Regions from separate parts of the Mus musculus genome. Here region 2 is linked to region 1. A link is a contact called in public HiChIP or PLAC-seq data. All regions are on one chromosome and are shown on one strand. Each heading gives the region's core, a stretch centred on a gene start, on an enhancer-like site or on the middle of the called end of the contact. The rest is flanking DNA. Distances are from core to core; before and after follow the strand shown.

Evidence for each region. HiChIP or PLAC-seq counts read pairs in DNA pulled down with a chosen protein or histone mark.
Region 2: a contact with region 1 is called in an H3K4me3 HiChIP or PLAC-seq map of pro-B cells, with 2.5 times the contacts expected there. The contact joins the enhancer-like site here to the promoter of Snx13 in region 1. A contact is called at or near these places in 6 of 39 promoter capture datasets (the 3T3-L1 cell line, 3T3-L1-derived adipocytes, the HPC-7 cell line and 3 more), 10 of 484 Hi-C or Micro-C datasets (the HL-1 cell line, the MNK3 cell line, adipose-derived mesenchymal stem cells and 7 more), 9 of 115 datasets of contacts at active chromatin or transcription factors (the 230-238 cell line, acute myeloid leukemia, bone marrow-derived macrophages and 5 more) and 1 of 9 other capture datasets (adipose tissue).

Annotation. Positions count from the first base shown.
Region 1 is chr12:35,044,293-35,049,229 of GRCm38.p6, forward strand. It overlaps Snx13 (sorting nexin 13), which reads left to right and starts at 2,897. Exons shown (of 26, transcript NM_001014973.2): 1 at 2,897-3,119. The coding sequence starts at 3,105.
Region 2 is chr12:35,154,962-35,159,898 of GRCm38.p6, forward strand. No RefSeq gene overlaps it. Among named protein-coding and RNA genes, the nearest start is that of Mir680-3, 37 kb to the right of the region's middle. Within about 2 kb of position 2,355, at least 17 of the 459 cell types and tissues checked have an H3K27ac peak or open chromatin away from gene starts, as enhancers often do. A contact at or near this core is called in pro-B cells, where this site is marked.

The DNA of each region.
Region 1 (4,937 bases), core at 1,647-4,146:
GAGTTGTGACCCTTGCTAAATTGGGGGCTTACTTTGACTTTTAGAGTTGCTTGTGTAGGCAGTTTCTTCTCTAGCTACATAACTCAGATTCTGTAACTTTCTGCAAAAGCACATTTTGCTTTATTGCTTTAGCTAGAAAACTGATGTATATCCAACACTGCAATACTTTTGTACAACAACATTGTAAGATGGTCAAGAGAAACTAGGCCAATAATCCTGGCAAGATTGAAAACCCAAGGCCCTCCTTTGTTATAGTGAGTTCACGGCCAGTTGGAGGAACACACTGAGACTCTATGTAAAGACAAAGAGTAACAAGAAATCTAGAGATATAGTTGATGGGTAGAGCTCTATTTTAGCAGGCAACGAGGCCTAGGTTCATTCCTAGTGTCACCAGGAAAATACAAAGTCTGTCCTGACACCTGCTAGCTCTGCAGTGACTCAAAAATACAAAATAAGAGTATTCAAAATTAAGTTTTAAATATTTGAGTTTTCAACACAGAGGATTTGTTTCTAGCTTCCATTAGGGTATTTTCCTGAGGTCTCGTAGGAAATGGCTCACTATTCATGTAAGAAACATTGAACATCCACTCTGTGCCACATGCTGGTCCAGTGTTTGGGGGCATTGAGGCAGCATAGCTTGAATACATGATATTCCTGATTTCATGAAGCCTGTACTCTACTAGACGACAGAAAATAAGAAGGGAACCAGCAAGTATAAGTACTATGAGAAGGAGAACACAGCAAACAGAGAAGATGGTAGGTGAGGGGCAACACAGTAAATGTGAGCCCAGGGCAGGGTTCCTTGCTGGTACTGGTAAGAATTCTTCTGAATAGAGTCAATTGTACTAATTATTACTGTCTAGCTGTGCTAATTACTGTCACAGGACAGTGGGATGTCCAGTTATTACAGGAGCAGGGAGTGGGCCTGAGTTGTTAGAACAAACTGTGTAGTTGAAATAACTTGTGTGGGGTGTTGGAAGAGGTGTGTGTGGGCAGACAATCAGCACAGGATTTTTTTTAGGTCATACTCAAAGATTCTGGCTGGGAAATCTGATCGGAAGGACTAGGAATCTTGCTTTGTTCCCAGGCTTACAACGTTCTGAATGCTTAAGGCACACCCATGTCACAGCACAGGTTTGTGTGCAAATCCATTCTGCTTTCACAAGGGTCTCCCTTAGCTACGGATGGCCTTGAACTGGCTTTGCTTACTTATTTCTAACCTGACAGTAACCTTGTATTTCTAACTCTCCAGGCATCACAGCCCAAGTGCTGGGATCACAGGCATTTGTTGCTACACCTGACTTAAGTGGTCCTGGGGATTTAATGTTGGGCTCTGAGCATGTTCAGCTAGGGCTCCTAGTTTGTCACCTTTAAAAAAGGGAAAACATCTTATACAAAAGGAAATTGATGGAAAAAGTGGAACAGAATACCCAGGGAAGCCACCTAAATTACAGTTTTAATTCAATAGTCGGTATTTTAAACATTAATGAACCTTCTGCATTCTTATTTACAGGATGGAACAGTATCTTCTTTCAGGTTCCTTGTTGTCTCTTCTCTTGGTTTCTCTCAGTATTAACACAGTTTGCATTTTCCAATCTTGTTTCCTATTTATAGATTAATCTGCCAGTGCTTCAATTATATTTGGTTGTATTGCAGACGTTAGAATGCACTTGTTCCAGTAACAGAAAAATTATATATATATAAGTTGCCCAGTAAAAAACAAACAAAAAAACCCAACTTTGCTATAAACTCACTGAATGGAGCAGTCGGGGCTTTTCTTCAAAGTCTGTATGACATCTTAAATGAAATTTTATTTTGGGGGACAGAACAGAATAGAGATAACACAGGGTTTGTAATGCACTTGCTTTATTCACTGTGGTGAGAATGAGTACCTCCTTAAATTACATTTAGCACAATAGTACCATTGTTAAGTGCAGATTCCATCACAAAGGAAGTAACTACTGGCTTTAGTTTTCCACAATTTCTTTTATAAACTTTTTCTTCTTCTTTTTTTTTTTTCCCGGTAAGAATGAGATACAAGTGTTTTATTTTTCAAGCCCAAACACTTCTCAGTTTCACTGTAAATTGGTTTGTAACAGCAGAGGCATGAAAAGAAAACTACTTCACGGGCAATTCAGGAAGAAGCGAGTGATTTTTACTGTCATTCCTGTAGAAGTGGACCGAGATAGTTGTCACGGTATCAGCAGTTCTAGCCACAGAACTTCGGAGTTCAGTCTCATTTTATTCGTAACTACTTACAGAGACACATGCTGAAATGCGTTCACTGTGATATATAAACATATATATATATATATATTTTTTTTTTTTGAATTCCCAATAAAGCCATAGAGACTACAGCTACCGGGCAAAAGCTGCTTGATTTTTAAGACTATGAAAGAAACACTAAGCCTTCAGGCTTGAGCAGGTTCTGGCCAATCAGCAAAGCAGTAGCCCTTAACTCTGCCAGGATCGGGGTGAAGGCGATCTGCCCTGATCGCGTCTACAACCTGTCGCGCACCCAGCACAGGACTTACTGAGCGCTGGGAGCAACAGAGGCAAGTTTCGGCCGAAGTTTCGGAATGAGGCGCGGCGCGGGCGGCAGTTTCAGGTCACCGCGCTGCGGAGGGGACCGCAGCCGAGTGTCCCGAGCACTCTACGGGCTCCACAGGGTCGGGGAGACGCGAGATGCCAGTTTCTCCGCCGGCACCCAGCCTCCGCTGCGCCACCAGCCCGCAAACCCGCCACCACGGTGGCCCGGGATCCAGCCCGCAGAGGAGGTCCCGGGTCGCGCGCGGCCCAGCCCCCGCCGCCGACCCTGCGCGCGCCGGCGCCATGGAGACAGTCACAAGACGCTCGCGCCCGGCGCGCCAGCCAATGGGAGCGCACGTCGCGGGGAGACGCGGACGTCGCTCTTCCAAGATGGCGGCGCGTCCGTCGCGAGCAGCCGGGCCGGGGGGAAGCCAGCGAAGCCGAGTAAAGCCGCCGCCCGGGACAGGACTGAAGCAGCAGTTGCCGCCGTTGGCGGCGGCCCGGGCAGTTTCCGCTGCTGCTACGGCTATTGCCATGCGGCGAGGCTAGGGAGGACCTCACTCCCCCGGGGTGTAATGATGTTAACAGAGGTAAGCGGCGCCCACTGTTTACCTGAGAGGCGGGTGAGCGGCCGGCGCCAGCCCGCCCGTCACCGACGCCGCTCCCGGCGCTGGGCCCGACCGGAGCCGAGGCCCGGCCGGCCGGGCTGGCAGCCGCCGGGTTCCCACAAGTGCCACCGAGTGGGCGCGGTGCTGACTCGGCAGAGTTCCACCTCCTCCTGCCGCCGCTCCCCTTCGCCCGAGCTGTCGCTCCTTCCTGGAGTCCGCTCCGCCTGCCCCGAGGCGGTCGTGGTCCCCGCGTCCCGGTGCTGGCCCTTGTCGGTGTCCCCGGCTTGCAGGGCCCTTCCCCTCCCGGCTGGGTCGGGTCAACCTCCTGGCGGTGGCAGCCGGCCTGAGCCCTACATTGGCTGCTCCGCGAAGTGAGCCAGGTTCCTCCAGCCACACTCGCTGGCCTCGCGCCCTCCTCCCCTGCCCCCACATCCCGTCACGTTCCTTCAGTCCCTGATCCCAAAGTTCAGTTTGGCATCCACCTTCCTGACCCGCGGATGGCCCCCTTGCTTCTCTCTGTGGGAACAGTTTTTCTCATTTGACCTGAAATGGAAGTAGGGCAGCAACGACGAACCAATCAGTTTCCCCTTCCTTAGTGCCCACTGTCCAGTGCAAAAACCAGACGTTTGAAGAAGTAGAGTTTGCCTGCACTAGCAGTACTTTAGGGGGAAGAACTTAATCGGTGCAGCTAGTTTAGTGACCAGAGGTGACATAGCTGGGCGAATGGTCTATTGCAGGTGTTGGATGTCTGACGCTTGTAGATTGGATAAAATCCCAGAGGCTGCTCCCTTAAGGTTCTGTGAGGATCCTAATGTCAGGGACCGGTTTGAACATCTTTGGGAGCTGATGTGAGGGTACTAAACCACGTTGATGGTCACTGGGAAGCAGTCCTACACGGGCCAAAAAGGACATTTTGAAATGGAAACATTGGAAACAAGTGGATTTTACTGTGTGAAAAGCGATGGCACAATAGGACACACTGGGTTCTCCAAGTTTTGGGAACTCGTCTAACTAAGTGCCTTGTACCTTAGTATCTGTTTTCATCTGTGCCCAGATTCTGGCAAACACGACGTGCCTGGGAAACCCCTATTGGTTGATTGTTAACTTAGGAACTACACATTTCTAGGAGTTAGACGTTCACTTTACGTTTCCTAATTCTACATATTTCCGAAGTTACTTACATTGTCACAGACTATGGTTATACATTGTCCTTAGTTGTGGATTTAAAAAGCAAGTAGCATCCCAAGTTTATTTTACTCTGATACTTAAGTGAGCAGCTGCTCTTACATCAGTATTAGTAACTTTTCAGTGGTGTCTATAATATATTAGCATGAAATATCTTTTTGATAAAACTTATTAGAGTTTTGATCTTTTCACAGGAAACTAGTGTGCTAATACAAGGGTACTGTCTTGATTCGGATACCCAGAGAGGATTCTAAACATCTGCATTTTATAGGACTTAATGTTTCAGTGAAGCCTTTTAAACAGGTCAGAGATTGTAGTAAGCTGTCCTTATGCTGTGTGTGTACATCAGTCTTGTTAGTGGCAGAGCCAGTGTTCCAATGCTGGCAGTGCCTGTAGAGCTATTTTATCAAGCTAACTTGATTTTATTTATTTTATCAAGCTGCCGCTCCAAAGTGAGACTCAGATTAAATTGTACTTTGATCTCATCTCCGATTTTCCGTAGACATTTTATAGATAAGCAGACTGAAGCCCAGAGACTTGTCCAAGGTCAAACAGTTATTAGTGGAATAGTTGACACTAGAAATCACATCTCCTGACTCAGCTCAGAGACCAACT
Region 2 (4,937 bases), core at 1,105-3,604, 110 kb after region 1:
TTTCCAAACTATAAAATCTTAGTCACAGGACAATTACATAGGAGATGTGCTGCCCAGCAGAGATGGGTCCAAAAATGACTTCTCACCAGCAGGATTGCTGCAGTAGGTCCCTGGAGGACAGGCACATCTTGGATAGCTGTCAGTCTGTCAGGCACATGACACCTGACAGACATGACGTCCCTAGCTATCCTGACCTGGCACTTCTCCCTCCCTCTGTTTCCCTAGGAGTTATTCTCCTGTCAGTGTGAGGGAGAGAGAGAAATCCCCTGCCCACATCTCACCCTCTTTGGCTTTTTGATATAGGGGTTCTTTAGCCCTGGCTGTTTAGAAACTTTCTTTGTAGACCAGGCTAGCTTTGAACTCAGAGGTCATATTTCCTCTGCTGGCATTAGAGGTATTCTCTGCCAGGCCAGGTTTACCCTTGTTTGTAAGTGATGTTTGCACTGCCCTTTGCTCTTTGTACTTTCTCAGTATTTGTTGATGTACAGATTATTTTTAGGTAAAATACAGATTTATTGCATGGGTAAATTACCAAATTTTTAAGCAGTAAAGTATTTAAAATGTCTATCCCTGGCAGCCGGTACACAGAGGCCACCCTCTGCTGTTAACTGCAGGACTAGTGAGTGAGTTAGCCTTCTACTTTCAGAGTCCATTTATCTCTATGGAGGTGTAGTCATCGAGGTTAAACTTGAAAGGACTCAGTTTAACATTTCATAAGAAGAACATTGCATCGTCTAACACTGAAGTTTAGAGTGGCCCTTTAGAGTTTTGACTGATGATTAATCATACGTGGTAATATTTCTTGAGTTTTGACATTCAAATGGTTTGCACACTTTATCTCAGATGTCATTGAAAGGATCACCATGAGATGAATGTTAGTATTGTCCTATTCTGTACCTTCAGAGACTTAATTACAGGGTCAGGACACGCAACCTGTTCAAAGTCATGTTGCTGAGACTTGGTGCATCCAGAATTCCACTTTGTTCTCGGTGACTACATAACTCTACCTATAAATAGTATGTAAAACAGGACCAGGTTGAAATCCTAGCTCGTAAGGAATGAGACTGGATTTTGAATAACAGTGAGGTAAACCCAGGCCATTAAAGCCTGACAGCAAAGGCCATGAGAGAGGAACATAAGTGCTTGGCTGTTTCATGAATCTGAGGTGACAGTGTGCTGGAGGCAATGATGTCATCATCACCTTGTGTGCAGTGTCAGGAATGGATCGTCCTCTTTGTATTATCAGTTCTTACCCCACTCCAATAATTTGGAAAGAAAGGAAGCAAGTTCTAATAATTGTCAGAGGTAAAACTGTAGCAGGCACTTACTTCTATGAACATTATACATTCTGAGCTCCAATTTCAAGAAGAAACGAAATTTCTAAGGTGGTTTACTTGGAATAGCAGAAGGAAGAGAAGACCAACGATGTTTAGTTTGCGTCTGAGCTGAATTGAGGGCTGAACAAGCGAGCAGACATGCCAGAGCTATAATCCCAGCATGGACAGAGAACCTTCTGGGATAAAGTCTGCCCCAAGAGAAGGAAGGGGACACAGCATGCTAGGCTACTAAGAGAAGAATGGGGTATCTGATGCTCAATAGATTATTTTAAATTCTACTGCTTTGAATCCAAAAGGTGAAGGCTATCGTGCCAGAGTAGGTCAAGACGAGCCATCCCAGCATCCTGAGAACAAATGGTATCAGAAATTTGAATGCTAGCACAGAGAGACAGCCCTGTGACCCAGAGTCCATAAGGTGTAGGAAGGATAGAATGATCCTGGGCAGCCATGGTGGACATTCCACGGGTGGTTGCTAACACATGCAGCAAGTCTGAGCAGGCAAGAAAGGAAGGGTTCCAGAGATTAGGCCAAGCAACAAGGATACTTCCTAGACCAATTCCAGAAGAGGTGAGGCATAAATACAGCCGCCGGTCCTGACAACAGCCATACAGCAACTGAGGGTTGGTGTGCAGGTGACATGGCCAATGCCTACTAGCATAGGAAAGAATTGTAGAGCTATTGTCTTCAGAGTGGGTTCAGAATTTATGAATCATCAGAACATCTTTAAGACAGCTGGATTGTGACAAGCCAGTCAATGCTATGGTCGTGAAAGCTTACAGCTTCCTAATAGAACGCTGAGGCTTCAGATAGTCACCTCACAAGCCGGTATGTCACAATAAGGGGCACCATTACGTGGTTCAACCATCTTTGTTGAAGAGCTTCTAAAAGACCAGTATCTGGGACTCTGCCTCGCATAGAACAGTTGCAATGAAGATTGTCTTGGATTTGTCTCAGCAGCAGGTGCTAATTCTTCTTTCCTGGACATCAAAAGAGCAAATAAGCATGAAATGTGCCCTGCTGTAGCCACGCTGCTAATCACACAAAAAGAACTGAAACTGGGGAGTTGTGTGCAAAAGCCCTTTGGCACCTGTTTTTGTCATCTTTTTTTTTTTTTCCCACCGAATTTTACACCTTTTAACCTACTTTGTTTGTGGCTGCCTGTCTTCCCAGCTGTCCAGGCTCAGAGAGGGTGGGGGAAGGGAAAGGGAGGCAGATAGGGGAGGATGCACACATGTGTGTGTGAGAGCTAGCATGCGCTCGTGCACACACACACACACACACACACACACAATCTCTCAATGCAGCTGGTGGTGTTGAAGCTTGACATGGATCAGGGATTAAGCCAAAAGCACTGGCCACATTACATCAAGACTGAGGACCAGCAAGAACAGTGCCTCATCCCATTACTGGTAACTTGAGACTGTGGATCTTTCGTGTGGTGTGCAAAGCTCAAAATCTCAGGACATTTATTGTATCCAAACAAAGGTTTATAAAGGACTTTAAAGGAACACTGGGTCAGCTCGTGGTCCATGATGAGCTTTGCGGTGTGAGTAGTCAGGCTCTGTCCTTCCCTCCTCTCTTCCTTGCCGCCTTCTGTTTCTATAACTGAACCTAGGACCTTGTAAATGCTAGCAAGTTCTCATACTGTGCTACATCACTGTCCTTTGTAATATGAATTGACTTTGATTAGAGTAGACTTCATGACCTCCTCCTCCTCCTAAAGCTCTAATTTTGGTGGACGTTTTGGAGAATGTGGGAAGACCCTAGAAGCTAACATTGGATGCACATACCTAGGTATTTTGAAAGATTGCTTTGAGTCCTGAGCTTTCCGACAATGCCAGGTAGACATAGATGACCAGAGGTAGTATGAATCATGTCCTCAGGTAGACATAGATGACCAGAGGTAGAATGAATCATGTCCTTTAACGCATTCTAAGTTGAAGTTACTGTGATTTGAGAATGCGCTCAGTTCACTCCCAAACATTAATGTAACCACTGTACAGAGTATTGGTCACTGTGACTGTGACTGGCTTGTGGGTGTGGCTTGCATTGCCTCCCAGCATCACCATATACTGCATATTGCTATACAGGAAAGAGGCCAGGGTTAAACGCCCCAGCTTGCTTTCTGTTGAATGCCTCTTGCCTTTGTACCACAGTAAAGCAGACCCACCAGTTAGAGGCCATCTAGACTTCCTGCTCCAAGCCACACACGGTGAATTTAGTCCAGGTTCTTATTACTGCTATATTTCAAAAGTTAAATCACCTATAGAATTAAGGAGGTAAAATATAAACGTGAAAGTCATCCAGAGAGAGGTCCAATCCCATGGCCAGGAGAGTATTTCTTGTTTTTTTGTTTTGTTTTGTTTTTTAATTCTTTCTTTTTTAGAATTAATCTCTTTTAATTAGGTATTTTCCTCATTTACATTTCCAATGCTATCCAAAAAGTCCCCATTACACCCCCCCCCACTCCCCTACCCACCCACTCCCACTTTTTGGCCCTGGCGTTCCCCTGTACCGGGGCATATACAGTTTGCAAGTCCAATGGGCCTCTCTTTTCAGTGATGGCCGACTAGGCCATCTTTTGATACATATGCAGCTAGAGTCAAGAGCTCCGGGGTACAGGTTAGTTCATAATGTTGTTCCATCTATAGGGTTGCAGATCCCTTTAGCTCCTTGGGTAGTTTCTCTAGCTCCTCCATTGGGGGCCCTGTGGTCCATTCAATAGCTGACTATGAGCATCCACTTCTGTGTTTGCTAGGCCCCGGCAGTGTCTCACAAGAGACAGCTATATCAGGGTCCTTTCAGCAAAATCTTGCTAGTGTATGCAATGGTGTTGGCGTTTGGAAGCTGATTATGGGATGGATCCCCGGATATGGCAGTCTTTAGAGGTCTGTTTCTGGTCAAAGCACGGCAGGAAAGGCATTTCTGTGACTTTCCCAGGATGATAAGGTAAAAATGCAGTACTCTAAACACACCATAAGTTTATCCTAAGGAATAAAATGATAGTTGAGCACAAAGGCCTCAGGCTGCTTCAGAAATGGAAAACACCCTCCCCCAAAATAAAATGAGGCCAAGACTGTGCTGAAATTTGTATGTGAATTTGCTTCAGGAAAGAGAGTAGGCATCTCAAACCAGAGGTGGGGAGCAAGGAGGCAGAGGAAGAAGGCAAGTTAAAGTTGTAAGTTGTCCTAAATAGGCATGTTTACATCCCACCTGTATGTCATTACAATCTTAAACTAGTCTACAAATTCACATTGTAAAGGAATCTTAGGAGCACCAGAAGAAAAGAGAATTCCTTGGCATTCCTGAAACGAGGAAGATGTTTCTAGTGATGACTTGAGAATCCAAGAGGCATGAAATGAAATGAAGGGTTCATTAAAATGCATAACAATCCCTCCAACTTGTAAATTATTCTTAAGCAAAGCTGACAACTTGTAATTAACCTGAAAGCCACCAAAATGCACACCGTATTCACAGGTCTCTCCCAAATTATTTTTAACAACATGCTTTTCACTAGAAAGGCTGTGTGGTATACAGCCTCATCTTGCTCTTCGGCTCAGTGGGGGCTTCTGGCACTTTTTCATAGTGTGTTTCACTGGG